Regions from separate parts of the Mus musculus genome. Here all the other regions are linked to region 3. A link is a contact called in public promoter capture Hi-C data. All regions are on one chromosome and are shown on one strand. The core of a region is the stretch at or near the end of the contact, and the rest is flanking DNA. Distances in the headings are between cores, read along the strand shown.

What was found. Promoter capture Hi-C pulls out the DNA fragments that hold promoters and counts their contacts.
Region 1: a contact with region 3 is called in a promoter capture Hi-C map of stem cell-derived epiblast-like cells, with 2.7 times the contacts expected there. The contact joins the promoter of Ptch2 here to the promoter of Artn in region 3. A contact is called at or near these places in 2 of 39 promoter capture datasets (liver and stem cell-derived epiblast-like cells) and 1 of 9 other capture datasets (pancreatic islet).
Region 2: a promoter capture Hi-C map of embryonic stem cells shows a contact between it and region 3, with 2.5 times the contacts expected there. The contact joins the promoter of 2610528J11Rik here to the promoter of Artn in region 3. A contact is called at or near these places in 4 of 39 promoter capture datasets (embryonic stem cells, hematopoietic stem and progenitor cells and liver).

Annotation. Positions count from the first base shown.
Region 1 is chr4:117,094,174-117,098,636 of GRCm38.p6, forward strand. Ptch2 (patched 2) reads left to right here and starts at 1,883. Exons shown (of 22, transcript NM_008958.3): 1 at 1,883-2,254; 2 at 2,674-2,866. The coding sequence starts at 2,183. RefSeq lists enhancers at 979-2,677, 1,518-1,976, 1,539-2,038, 4,002-4,463.
Region 2 is chr4:118,525,165-118,529,717 of GRCm38.p6, forward strand. 2610528J11Rik (RIKEN cDNA 2610528J11 gene) reads left to right here and starts at 2,111. Exons shown (of 3, transcript NM_025572.2): 1 at 2,111-2,173; 2 at 4,035-4,147; 3 at 4,315-4,553. The coding sequence starts at 4,129.
Region 3 is chr4:117,926,776-117,931,429 of GRCm38.p6, forward strand. It overlaps Artn (artemin), which reads right to left and starts at 2,988. Exons shown (of 5, transcript NM_009711.4): 1 at 2,611-2,988; 2 at 2,244-2,477; 3 at 849-1,367; 4 at 386-524; 5 at 1-293. The coding sequence starts at 908.

The DNA of each region.
Region 1 (4,463 bases), core at 633-3,132, 830 kb before region 3:
GCCCACTTCAGAGCTGTTTCCATTTCCAGGCTTGCTAAGGGTACACTTTTCTCTGTAGTACACTTCCTCCCATTACAGACAGGAGAATACCGTGTACACAGGGTGCACTTCCTCCCATTACAAACGGGAGAATACCGTGTACACAGGCTTTCTTTCTCATTTTCATATTACCTTTACTTATATGTATATGCCGGAGAGTCTGTATATGACGCATGTGTGTGTGTGTGTGTGTGTGTGTGTGTGTGTGTGTGTGTGTGTGTGTGTGTGTATACACTTGCTCTCAGAGGCCAGGTGTTGAATCCCCTGGAGCTGGAGTTACAGGTAGCTGTGAACTCTCCTTTGTGGATGCTGGAAGCCAAACCCAGGTCCTCTGCAAAAACAAAAGGTGGCCTTAACTGCTGAGCTATCTCTCCAGGCCCAAGGCTTCCATTCCTGCCCAGGTGCCTCTTAGCCACAGAGTAGCAGTGTTGTAGACAGACACATTCATTCCTCCTTAACTGCCCACCCCTTAAACCAACTGGGGAACCCTTAGGATTAAGCCCTGGAGCTGATGATGTTAATTTGCACAAGTTTGGCAGTATGTAGCAAGGCCAAAACCATATTCATGCTTTTTGACCCAAACAACCCCATTTCTGGGAATCTGTCCTGAGGACATTCTGCAAATGATTGATGAGAGGACTGTGTAGTAATATAAAATATTTATGATATAATGATTAAGAAGTCTGGAAGAATTGAGCAAGAGGCTAGCCAGATGTGATAGCAGTATCAGAACAACAGATTTATTGAAGTCTTTTTTTTCCCCCAAAAAACGTATTTTGTTTCTGAGGCAGAATCTTTCTAGGTAGCCCTGGCTGTTCCAGAATTCTCTATGTAGACCATGCTGAGACCTGGAACTCACAAGAGATGGGCCTGCCACTGCCCGGCTCCTTTCCCAAATGTTCTGTATGAGGAGTCAGACTTTTACCCTCAGATGACCGATCAGAGTTTAACAGTCAGGAGCACAGAAATAGCACAGTCACTTGGAAAAGCAACATGTTTCCCAATGTTGTACATAAATTATGTCATCACAAATACAATTATCAGACAGGCTGGGCAATACAGGACTGTTATAGTCCCTTAACTTGACAGACACAACCAGGATAAGGAGTTGAAGGCCAAGCTGAACTACTTAAGACCATGTCTCACAAAAAAAAGTTAAAATAAAAATTTAAAAATACAATACACAAACTGAATGTTAATAAGAACCACAAAGAAAAAAGCAATTATCTGCCAAGGCTTCCAAAAGTTTAGGCTGACTGATTCAAGTTCAGGCTTAAAAGTTATCTGCCAAGACAAAGGGGCCCCAACATGTACAAAGGCAAGAACATGTGAACTTAGGAAATTACTGAGGGCAATTCGGGACTGGAAGGCAACTGAGTGGGTGTGAGGCACTTAGAGGAAAAAAAAAAGCTTTAGTTGGATGGTGCAGGGCTTTGGGCTTTGGTGCAGCCGTGGGATTTGCATTTTAGAGCTGAGTCTGGCCTGCTTGGAAAGAGTGGAAAGGAGGTCCTTAGGGTTGCGCTGGGTCGGGAAGAAAGGGTGGCCCAAAGGGGACCAGCAGACTCCCTTTCTCAACATCCTGACTTACACTTGGCCAACGACTAGCGCCTCCAGGATCACCCTCCCTTCTCCTCTCCTTAGGGCCCCGCGGGCGGGCTGGGGAGCCCGGGAGGCGAGGCAAAGGGGTGGCCCTGCCTGGGTGGTCTCCTGCCCCGCCCCCTGCGGCGCCGTTACCTAGCAACGGATCCGGCTGCAAGGCAGCGGGTAATTTGCCGCCCCCTTAGCCAATGGGAGGGCGTCACCCCGGCCCGCTCCTTTTTTTCTGAGCCTCCTGGTGCTTCCCGAGATCCACAGTCGCCACCTTTAGCTGTGAGGTGCTTCGCAGCCAGTCGGGTCCACCCACACGCGGAGCCCTCTTTGGACCACAGCCCACAGATCCAGCGGGGCTTGGGGCCACCACCCCGCACCGCCGCTGCGGGCTGCTCCTGTGCATCTTTACGCGCGCCTCACCCAGGACCGTATGGCCGTTCACGGCAGCTAGGAATCCTCAGGTGAAGCCGGGCGGCACAAGGCGCCAAGCTAGCCTATGGCAGCGCTCAGATAACGCAGGTTGGGGGCGCTCGCGCCCCCCATCCTCACCAGCATGGTTCGGCCACTGTCCCTTGGAGAGCTACCTCCCAGCTACACACCTCCAGCTCGGTCCTCCGCACCTCATGTGAGTAGAGGGGCTGGGTTTGTAACTTAAACGTCGCTTGAACATCTGTAGGGCTAGAAGTCTAGTGTTACTGGATCTGTGTTTGAAGACAAGCGAGAGCCAGCAAGTGATTTGTTAGTTTATTTCCTATTATCTGGTCAGTGAAAATAGTTATGTCTGTGGGTTCACCTCTTTGCCTAGCTGACAACGAGTGTGTGTGTTCACGACTCATAACCTTCTAAAAATGGGCATTTTCAGGTGTGCTTATGGAGAAGGCACAGGGAAAGAGAGTTAAATCTTCCACATTTGAAACCTTTATCTGTAGCTGTTTCCTGCCCTGCATCCAGAAGTCAGGAAACTGGGACTTGACCGGGAGAAAAGGGAAAGCTCCTCCATTGTTGTGCTGACAGCTGGCTGACCTCCTCCTCTCTCTATCCCAGATCCTAGCTGGGAGCCTGCAGGCTCCTCTCTGGCTTCGAGCTTACTTCCAAGGTCTACTCTTCTCCCTGGGGTGCAGGATCCAGAAACACTGCGGCAAAGTGCTCTTCCTGGGACTGGTGGCCTTTGGGGCTCTGGCACTGGGTCTCCGAGTGGCTGTAATTGAGACAGACCTAGAACAGCTCTGGGTAGAAGGTGAGTTACTGGAGCTGGCCGTAGCTGCTTTGGTCAAGGATCGAGAGGGCCATCTCCTGTTCAGAGCCTGTGTATCTGGGTGTGTTGCAGAAAGCCTACCTCTCTCCCAATCTCCCTCAGTGCTGTGGATGAAGCCCAGGGCATTGTGCAAGCTAGGCAAGTCTTTACCATCAACTGTCTCACACCTATCTCTCTCACCCATAAATGGACAACTCTAGATGGTAGCCTCTTATGAATAAGCTTGTGGAATATTCATCTTTGATTATGTGTCTGCTTATTTAGCGTTTATAGCTAGGTTTCTTTTAACTGTACATCAGAGTTTACAAATGGAACAAGATGTATTTTTCAATAGCCAAAGGAAGTAAAATGTGTGTGGGGGTAAGTTCTAAACAAAACAAAGCCAAGTGGTATTGTGTTGTATAAGAGAAGGCAGGGAGAGACGGCTCTGACCTGCAAACTCAGATTAGCACTGTGATTCTAACTACTCAAGGGGCTGAGGCAAGAGAAATACTTTCAGTCTAAGAATTTAACAATAGCCTGTGTCAGAGAGAGAGAGAGAGAGAGGGACAGACGGACAGATGGAAGAGAGGGAGGGAGGGAGGGAGGAAGGAAGGAAGGAAGGAAGGAAGGAAGGAAGGAAGGAAGGAAGGAAGATCAGTGGGATGTAGCTGGGTGGCATGGCAGACTGCCTGTCGAGCATGCTGTGGTGGGGGAGAGAGATGGAGGAGGAGCAAGAAGAAAAAGAAAAGTTAGTGCTTGGTGGCAGCAGTGGTGGTGCACAGCTTTAATGTTTAACCTCAGTGCTTGGGATCTGGAGGCAGGTGGGGCCAGCCTGGTCTACAGAGAATTCCAGGATCTGGAGGCAGGTGGGGCCAGCCTGGTCTACAGAGAATTCCAGGACAGCCAGAGCTGCATGAAAATACTCTCTCTCGAAAAACCAAAAAGAAAGATTGGAAGGAAGGAAGGGGGAAAGGGGAAAACAAGAAATAATAAGAAAAGAATTGTTAGGTGTAAAAGAAAAGAAAACCTTGAACGAGCCATCTGACCAGGCTTCTGAGTAGACACCCAGGGACCTGCAGCCATTTAATGAAGAATGAGCATAGACTTTGAGGCAAAAGTCAGGGTCAAATGAGACCAAATCCTCACGTCCTAGTGGAAGGATTACACAACTCATAATTTCAGCATGCCTCTCTTCTTTCCTGGTGCCTGGTTTCATGTGGCTGCTATTTGACAAAGGCAAATTCAACTGTGTTCTTCCCTGGGAAATCTGCATTTGTGGGCTCCCCAGACCTCCCTAGCCCTGGCCCAGACCCAAGGCAGGCCCCAGGTCGCAGCCTCACACCCTGGAGTTATTTCAAATGCTGGCAAGTCCTAGGATACAGAGCAGATGTTTCTTGGAGCCTTCCTACATCATAGGCTCCCACACCCCATCTCCACCCTACCCCCAGCCCTCTGCAGACTCTTAGCGTTCACACTCTTAAGACAGCCCTAGGGTCCAGAGCAGATGTTTCTCCCTGCCTGCCAGTCTGCCCCCAGCATCAGGACACACATGTGCGCACACGCATATATGCATGCCCCCACACAAACCACTGCTGCT
Region 2 (4,553 bases), core at 861-3,360, 600 kb after region 3:
GTCTGCACCTCAATCCCCGCCACATCTCCATCTTCCACCACACCAGTACAGGCTCTTCACCTGTCAATTATTAATGTACTTTATTTACTTATATCTATTATTATTTTATTAATTGTCAACTCATTAACTTATTTCAGAAATATTCATTGTTACCATTACAGATGTTAGAGATATGATATGATAACAAGATAGATACAGACATCATATCATGGCTCCCAACTCATAGCTCACCTGAGGTTCCAAAACAGCAACAACAACAACATCCCACAGAACTGGACTGTGGGAGCAAAGGCCAACGCACAAGAGAGGAGAGGGGAGTGCGTCCCAGACTAGGGAGTGGCAGGGAAGTTCTGTTTTAAAAGCACCCAAGTTGGGACCCTAGAGGTGAGGAACCCAGGAGGAATGAATACCCATACTCTTCTGGGTGGAAATGCTAGAGTTAGAAATGGCGCAGGCGTTGGAAGTGTCGGCGTTGGAAAGTTGGGGTCACAGTGTGCAGAGCCCGGGAAAAGGGAGCATTGCAGGGTCTGGGCAAAGAAAGGAGGTGAGCTGGGGCACAGAGTAGAGTGGAAAGGGGCCCAGTGACGTGGGAAGGGTGGGAGTTACTGTGTCAAGGGGCTCTTACCAGTGAAGTGGGACTTCATCCTTAGAGACTCCAGGCCTTGTACACCAACTCCCAGCCTGCAGACCATGCCACCATGCCCCTGCTGAAGCAAAGCAAAACAAAACAAAACAAGAACTCTCAAGACAGACTGTGACGGCACGTGCCTTTAACTCCAACACTTAGGAAACAGAAAGAGGAAGACATCTTCCCAGGACAGCTTGGACCACACAGATACTCTTTCAAAATAAAATTAAACTTACACTTAGCCACACCCCCTACCAGCGTCCCAGTCTAGGCTAGGTAGCAGTTGTGGGAAGGAAAAATGCAGGAGTGACCTAAAAAGCCACAGGACTTAATAATGGATATTAAGACAGGCATTCAGTTTAAGGCTATAGGCAAGAGGAAAGGGCTACTGCTCCCAACTGGGAAGGGCTTTGGGATAGGCCAATTGTCTGCATGGAGAAGCAACCATGGCTTCTGGATAAGCCAGGGCTGCAGGCAATGCCTACCACTCAATGTCTTAACACATTCTCAGGAAGATAAAACAGATTTTCATAGGCCTGCACCCTGTAAGTTATTAACCCTTCCGGTTCCTGCTCACTTTCCTTCTCGCCGCAGCCCTTTGTCAGTAAACAGAGGACATCACAGAACTTTTCTTTGGCAACCGCTCTGGGCAGCCCCCTCTCCAGCTGTGACCTCCTGGTCCTGTGGTGTCCAGCCTCGGGTACTGTGCTGGGTAATGAGAGCCCAGAGTGCCTCTGACACTGTCTTCTACCCTGGGAAGACAGACCATCCAGGTAGCTAGGAGGCAGGTTGGGTGGGAATGAGGCCAAGTTCCTGACAAACACTGAACCAAGAGTGTCCCGGACTCTGCTGGCCAGGGTAGAGGTGACCCTGAGCTGTATCTTGAAGGAAATGAGACATCCGTCCTCAGGATAGAGGCAAAGAGAAAGAAGAGAGAGGGCCAAGGGTCTGGCAAGTCAAGTCAAGGGGACCAGGAGACCTGAAGAAAGGTTTGAACCCCTTGAGTAGATACTTCAGTGTACACACACACACAGGTGCACGCGCACCGTGTGCTAGCACTTTTCAGGGAAGTCTGGAGCAAGCTTGGTTTCCTCAGGCTCTGCCTGGGAAGACTGTTCATTGCTCTCTCCCCTCATGGTACCATCTGGCTTGTTGCCTTTGCAGGTCTGTAAAACTCCCGGCTTCAACTTTGAACTTTGTACCGGCACTGGAAATCCACTTGTTTATCAGGGCTGGTAGGGGTGCCTGCTGAGATCTGTCCTTTTGGAGACAGGCTGGACCCCTTCTGCATTCCAGTTGCACTAATCCGCAGCTGTGGGGGAGGGAACAAGCCTACTGCCCCCTCAATGTGTTAGAGTGAGTCCTCCCTGCTGAGGACGCTGCAAATCCTGGCTGGTGCCCCGCCTTCCCTTCACCTGCACTTCCGCCCCGCCCACCTAGCCAGTGTTCCAGGTGAGTCAAGCGCCTGCTCTGGCCCTCCCACCTGTCCAGGTTCAGCAGTCTCAGCCGGAAGCCACCTCCACGGACTGTGCAAAGTGTCTGAAGGTGGGAGCGGAAAGGGGACGTTGGGGTCGTGGGAGAGGGTGCTCAGGCCTCTTTTGATCCATAAGGGCTCCTGCGTGCAGCAGAGAAACTAGATCCAGTTGAGTGTGTGTATCTGCAGATCTGAGGGGTGTGCATTACTGTGTTGTGGGTTGTGAAATGACAGTTGGAGGGGGATGGGCAGACAGGTGTGGGTTGTGAGTACAGAGGCATTTGGGATGTGACTTTGCCTATGTCTTTGGGAAGAATTCACAGAGCAGGGCAGGGGAGAAAGGGAACGGGTATAAAACCTTTGAAAAGTCTAAATGAACTCATGGTAGTATAACAAACTCTTGTCTTTTGAATACTGACTGCCTCGAGAGAGGGCCCAGAAGGCAACCAGAGGTTTCCTGGGAATGAATGAGTCAACTAGGCACGATCCGTTTCTGAGGCTTCCCTTTCCCCATACAATCTCTCCCCACACCCCTGAATTCACTTTACAAGCCTGGTGCACTAAGCCCAGAAACCCAGCTTCCCAGCCCCCAACCATAGGCCTACCCAGCCTACACAGCCTACCCAGCCCTCTGCCTCAGGGAAGTGTGTGGCTGGTAATGGCCAGTTCTGACTGGATGCTGAGGAGTCAGAGGTCACCTGTGGACCCTGGAGCAACCTCACCAGCCGGAAGGTCTGATTTGAATGAAAACTCTGATTTGAATGAGAGCCCAGAAGTGAACATGCTTGGTCTCGGGGTCTCGTGCTGGGTTTTGAGTCCCCCACACCTAAGAAGAGGACATGTTGGCATGTCGGGGAGCTGTAGTCATAGGCTCTGGTTGGCTTCCCGAGTGGATAGGAGGTGGCTAGATGCCTGTTAGGAGATCGAAGCTGGTGGCTAGAGGGACAAAGAGTAGGTAGCTTGGACACCGCTGTGGCAGAGGGCAGGGAGGAGGGCTGAGTCACTGGAGAAGGAGGTGGTGCATCTTGAGTCAGGTCATCCTTTGGGTACCACATTGAGGAGTGTGGCCAAAGCTGAGTCCTTCAGTTCCTTGCCCGGCCACTCTGCCCAGGGATGTCTCTGACTCTTACCACCCTCCAGCAGACACTGCACAGACCCAACTGTCCCCTTCCTCCTTCCCTAGCTGTGCCTCAGGATCCCATGCATCTCTCCATACACTCTTGACCTTCTTCCGAGGCTTCCAAGCCTAATCGTGTATATGTGATCTTCTCCAGCTCACATGCCCTTCCCGTAGGGTCTCCCAGCCCTGAGTGCTATGACTCTCATCAGGGCCCTTTCATACTCAGTTGGTCCTCTGAGATGGTTCCACTGGAAGGCCTGAGGGATGTAGTAGGAGAGGCTCCTGATGCAGGAACAGAGAGGCAGGGCTGCTTGGGCTATCTGGGGACAATCTTATGTTCTTTCGTTCTTCTGTTCTGTTCTTGCGGTCTGCTCCAGAGCTGGGTAGCTCCACACAATTGCTATTGAACTGCCGCTGCTCTGACTACTATCAGGTTGCCCGGGAGCGTGGCAGACTACACTCTGGTGTCAGAGCCCCGAGTTAAAGTTCTGGGGCCTCAGCTGAATCGGTTTCCCTTTTGGGGCTGTTATGTGCATAACAGTGAGGCAGGAATAGTAGTTATACTTATGTAATGGATGTTGTGAGCACACTGCTAGTGCCTAATCCTTAAGATATGGTAATTAAAAACATTAGACACCCCATTGTTAGCCTGTTCTAGAGCTGAACCCAAAGCTGAATAGGCTTTGGGTCTATTCCGTGGACCAGTGGTGTGGACAGTGGCCCTGTCTTAGCATTTATAGTACTCTAACATGGCTGTGAGTCTAGTGTGGAAGGTGCGATCTCTATATAACCCCTATATTTCTATTTTTCAGGGCTTGTGCCCCCGGGGCTACCTGGAGCCTGTGGTGTCTCTGGAGCCAGGACTTTTCTGGCAGAGGCCAAGGCTCACCTACATCAGGTCTATCCATGATTGGAGGAAACACAAGTGAGTGGTACAGAGGTGTGGATGGTTGAGCACAGTTTGGGTCCCCTAAGCTGCTGAGATCGGAGGAAGGGCTCTCTCTGCCCACGCTCTCTCAGTCCCTCCCCACCTCCCCTTCCCCCAGGAGTCCCATCAGGCGACTGCTTGTAATTCCATTTCTTTTTCTGCAGCCATCATCTCAGGGGCCATCAATGCATCAACCGAGGCCCCTGGACTGGGCACCGGGGGCCGGGCATGGCCTGTGCTGGTAGGGGTTGTGCTGGGGGCGGTGGTCCTCTCCATTCTCATCGCGCTGGCTGCCAAGTGCCACCTCTGCCGCCGATACCATGCCAGTTACAGGCATCGCCCGCTGTCCAGTGCAGGGGGTGGGAACCGCCCACCGGTGGGTGAAGATGAGGATGATGATGGC
Region 3 (4,654 bases), core at 1,738-4,237:
CTGGGAGCGTGCTCGGCGGCACGAGCCGCTGCAGAAGCGGAAACGTATCAGCTCGTCGGAGCTGTGGCCTAGGCCGAGCGCACTCACCGGCACCAGCTGCGAGCGCAGGCGGCAGCCGCGCGCATCTGTGGTCCGTGCGCGGCTGCTCCGGGTTCCTGCACGCGCCGCGCGTGCCCCGCGGAGCGCAGCGGGAGGAGACTGGAGCGCGGGACCAGGCGGCGGGGGTGCGGGCTGAGGAGACTGAGGCGGGGGTCGCAGGGTTCTTTCGCTGCACAAATGCGCAGTGTGTCCCCCTGGAATGAGGCTTAGTCACTTTCGGAGGTGTGGGTGGGGGGTGTCTAGAGCTAGCCTCGCCCTTGCCCCGCCCTGTCGCGCTCTCACCTACCAGGCAGGTGGTCCGTGGGGGGCGCCAAGACCGGTGAGGGACCGTCGCGAGCGGCGGGGCTGCGGGACATTGGGTCCAGGGAAGCTTCTGTGACGCAGCTCAGCAGGGCTAGAACAGCTAGGGTTGGCCACCAGGCTGACTGCACAGAGAAAAGGAGACTTAGGGAGGAACAGGACACTTTGGGGGTCGGGAGGGGGTCTTGTCTTGCCCAGATCAGAGACCAGTCTAGTCGGGCTCCTAGCTGGGTGGCAGAGTGTAAGGAAGGGCTTAGATTTAATAGGCATTTGCTGCTCCCAGGAGCCCAGGGGAGGAATTACCTGAGGGCACGGACCATCAGGAGAAATCCCGTTCCTTTCCTCCAATTACGGCCCCTCCCTCTTGGCATTTCCCCTTTCATATCTGATCCCTGCGGCCCTAAGCTATGTCCTACTCTCTTTTTTTCCAAGGAAAGCCAGCGACTCACCTGCCACCTAGGCCGGAGGCAGTGGGACAATGCAGTAGGCTCTGCAAGTCCCAGTTCCATAGCTTTCGGCTCCAGAAGCTCCCATCAGAAGCCTTCGTGGACCCGTTTCCCCACCCTCTTCCTGCGGCAGCTTGCAAACTGAAAGATGAGTTAGTTATCCTTTGGGGTATTCCTCCTTCCACTCCAGTCTCTCGAAGCGACCCAGGAGGTTGGAGTAGCTAGAGTCAACTCAGCAGCGGTAGCTGCGATGGAGAACCTTGCTCTCTGTGTTAGGTGCTTGGCAGGACCTGTTCCTTCGCGATGCCACAAGGTCAATCAATGGCTCACTTCTCCAGATGGGCAAACAAAGCTCAGCTGAGCTCAGAGATCGTCTAAGGCCTCAGGGGGGAGACTCACACAGCTGTGGTCCTGTCTTCTAAGACCCTTCTGCTCTGTACTTCAGGGCTGAAGGTACCAGGGTGGTTGGAGAAAGTAGTAACTTGAGTTCCTTCCACTCCATGCTCAGCGTTCACTCCATACCTTGGGGGAGGAAGCAGAGCCCTGAAGAATTTGAGTGTCAGTTGGTCACTTGGATTATCTGATGACTTGCAATCTTCTTTCTGGACCCAGTGTCACCTGAATTCTCTCTTATGCCCACAGATGTCTCCCAAGAGCTTGCCTATTATCTGGGGAAGCGATGGTCCTTCTGAAAACACAGGGCCTGGACCATGGCTTCCTGTGGCCACCAGGGGGCAGAGCTTGTCAAGCCTGCGGATTTAAGGGGAGGGGGCTTTTGCACACGCTCTGCACATTTAGGTCTGAGCCATTGCCAGAAGGACCAGCTAGTCCTTCACACCAACCTGGTCTCAGAGGGCTGAACCACTCCGAGATCCGGCCCAAGCCTGGACCATCTGCCTCCTGTGGATCTGGCCCCCTAGCCTTGCTCCTAGGAGTTTCCCCCATAAACCATCCTTCCTGACCCCAGCCCGCACCTCCAGTCTTTGTGAACCACTGCTCTTGGACCCCTAGAACTTTTAAGAATTCTCATTAGTTAGTCTCTTCTTGGGTCCCAGATGTAACCCTCCATCCTTTTGCTGGCACACAGAATACATGGAGAGGGGGAGCGACATATGATGACTCCAGGATAAGACACACACCTCCCAGGCCTTTATCTAGTTCCTCCAGAGCTAGGCGTGTGCCCGTTGGCTAACTAGATTAAAATCCCTAGAGACCAGACTGGCTACTATTCTCTCAGATGGAGGGAAAGTCAGACAAGGCAGCCCTGGGATATCTGCGCTAGGGGGAGCCTAGGAGCAAGTCCCTCGAGGACAGCTCTGACCAATTTCTCCTTTCTTACCATTTGGGATATTTGGTCCTCCAGCCCTTGCCACCCCTATCCACCAGCCCTATACTCACCAAAGGGGTCCTGGTCCGTGTCCTTCTAGGCGCCTCTCCTGGGACCAGTGCTGGGCTTTCCCCCGAAGCTCAAGTGGATCATGCCCAGAGTTGTGCACCTGGCAGCGCCTCTTTTAGTTAAAAGTGGGGCCTTGGCAGCCGGTCTGTGCCCTGTGGCGGCAGCGGGAGCCTCACATTACAGCCAGCCAGGAGGGTTAACACAGTCCAAGAAGCTAGCGACAAGAACTGGAGGGGCTGGGAGGGGCAAAGAGCTGCGCTGAGGGCCCAGAAGAGAGAGGCTGAGAGAAAAGTGGGGAGGAAGACCTTTCTGCCCTTTCTCCTGCCCTTTGAGCGTCCATCAAGGGGATGGGCAAGAAGGCTGGCTTACCTTGGGTGCAGGGCTCCAAGCCCCAGTCGCAGCGAGGGCTGGGGCCCGAGGGACTTGTTGCTGGCAGAGCCCGCGGGCCGCATCTGGGGGCCGAGCCCAACTCCATCCCTCAGCAGCCTCCTGCCCGCCGCCGTCCGGTGTCAAATTCCAGCCCCGGCGTCACCAGATCCCGGGGTGGGGCCCAGAGCGCCCCCGCCCCGCCCCACCTTTCAGGGCTCACCTGGCCGCTCCACCCTCCGGATCCGGTCCCCGCTGGCTAGGCTAGGTCCCTCTAGGTGGGGGCTAGACATTTGGAGAAGACCCCAGGAGGCAGAGTAGAGATCGCGGGCTGCAGCGAGACGCTGAAACTGGGAATTCGAAGTTGGTAGTCAAGCAAAGTAGGGAACTGGGAGGCCTGGCCGAGGGCGGGAGAGCGCGAGGGAGGGCGGCGAAGGAGGGGCAGCCTGAAGGAGAGTTCCAACTTGGGCTGCGCAGACATGGGGGTTCTGGCTAGCTACTCTGTATCCTCAAGTGGTGACTCCGGGACCCTCAGAAGGTTCAGCTGCCTCGGAGCGACAGGGCTCTGCGTTGGGCTCCCACGGTCCAAGGATACCCTGTTTGCTCAGTTTTAGGGTCGGGGCCTCAGAGGGACTCGCGCACATCCAGTGAAGGCAGTGAATGATTGTGTGTGTGTTGGGGGTGGGGGGTGGGTGCGACCAGGGATGAAGAATCAGAGGACCTCAGAGTATTGAACTGGAGTCTGAGATGCGATGAGGCAATTTGGCAGGTGTCTGGAGGTTGGTTGATGGCCATGATCAGAATTGTTCTACCAACTAGTCTGGAGTTCATCACGAAGATGCTGGAAACTACTGACCTAGTCTGAGTGTGGTCATTTTCGTTGAATGCCTGCACTGGAGAGAGTGTGGTTTTGAGACAAGCAAGACAGAAGAGGGATGCAGGCTGCTGGGGACAATAAGATAAACCCTGAGCAGGGTTGTGGGGAGTTGGGGGTTCCAGGACCCAATCCCCTACATTCCTTTTTGCCTGATTGGACAAAGTGAGGTGGTAAAATTCTAGGAACTGGCTTTCCCTAGGAGAGGGTCAGATGTGGGGTTGGCGGTTGGGGGAGGGGGACATGTGAAACCAGTGTTGGACATGCTGAATTAGAAGGGTCTGTGGACTCTCCTGCTAGAAATGCCCCAGAAGCAGCTAAATTTGTAGCCGGGAGTAAAGTGAAGGCAGTTGGGCTAATGATGACAACTTGGTATTTGCCAACCAATACGTGCAAAAACAGATGCTGAGAGTGGGGAAGGGTACCCAGTGCATGGACCCGATGTGCCCTGATCATGTACCAGCACCTCTGTGGACCTTGAAGAACTACCCATGGGGCTGGAGAGACAGCTCAGTGGGTAAGAGCACTGAACTGCTCTCCCCAAGGTCCTTAGTTCAATTCCCAGCAACCACATGGTGGCTCACAACCATCTGTAATGGGATCTGATGCCCTCTTCTGGTGTATCTGAAGAGAGCAATGGTGTACTCATATATATATATAATAAATCTTAAAAGGAGAAGGAGGAGGAGGGGGAGGGGGAGGGGGAGGAGGAGAAGGAGGAGGAGGAGGAGGAGAAAGAATGGAAGAAAGGAAGAAAAGAACTACCCACATCTACCCACATCTGGGCCACATCCCAATCTGAATCAGACACTTGGGGTGGGCAGGTACATAGTTCCAGGTTTTCACCTGTGATTTTGGCACATAGCCAGGGTTCCTAACCACTGATTTTTTTGTTTGTTTGTTTTGTTTTGTTTTTTTTTTTTTTGAGACAGGGGTTTCTCTGTATAGTCCTGCCTGTCCTGGAACTCACTTTGTAGACCAGGCTGGCCTCGAACTCAGAAATCCACCTGCCTCTGCTGGATTAAAGTTGTGCGCCACCACATCCGGCCCCTAACCACTGATTTTGAGAGAGCAGTTTTGTGCAGTGCTTGAGGCTGAAGTCTGTGAGGGTTATCCTCAGACTCCACAAGGCTGCATGGGGTGAGGCACATAGGACAACACGGATGGACACAC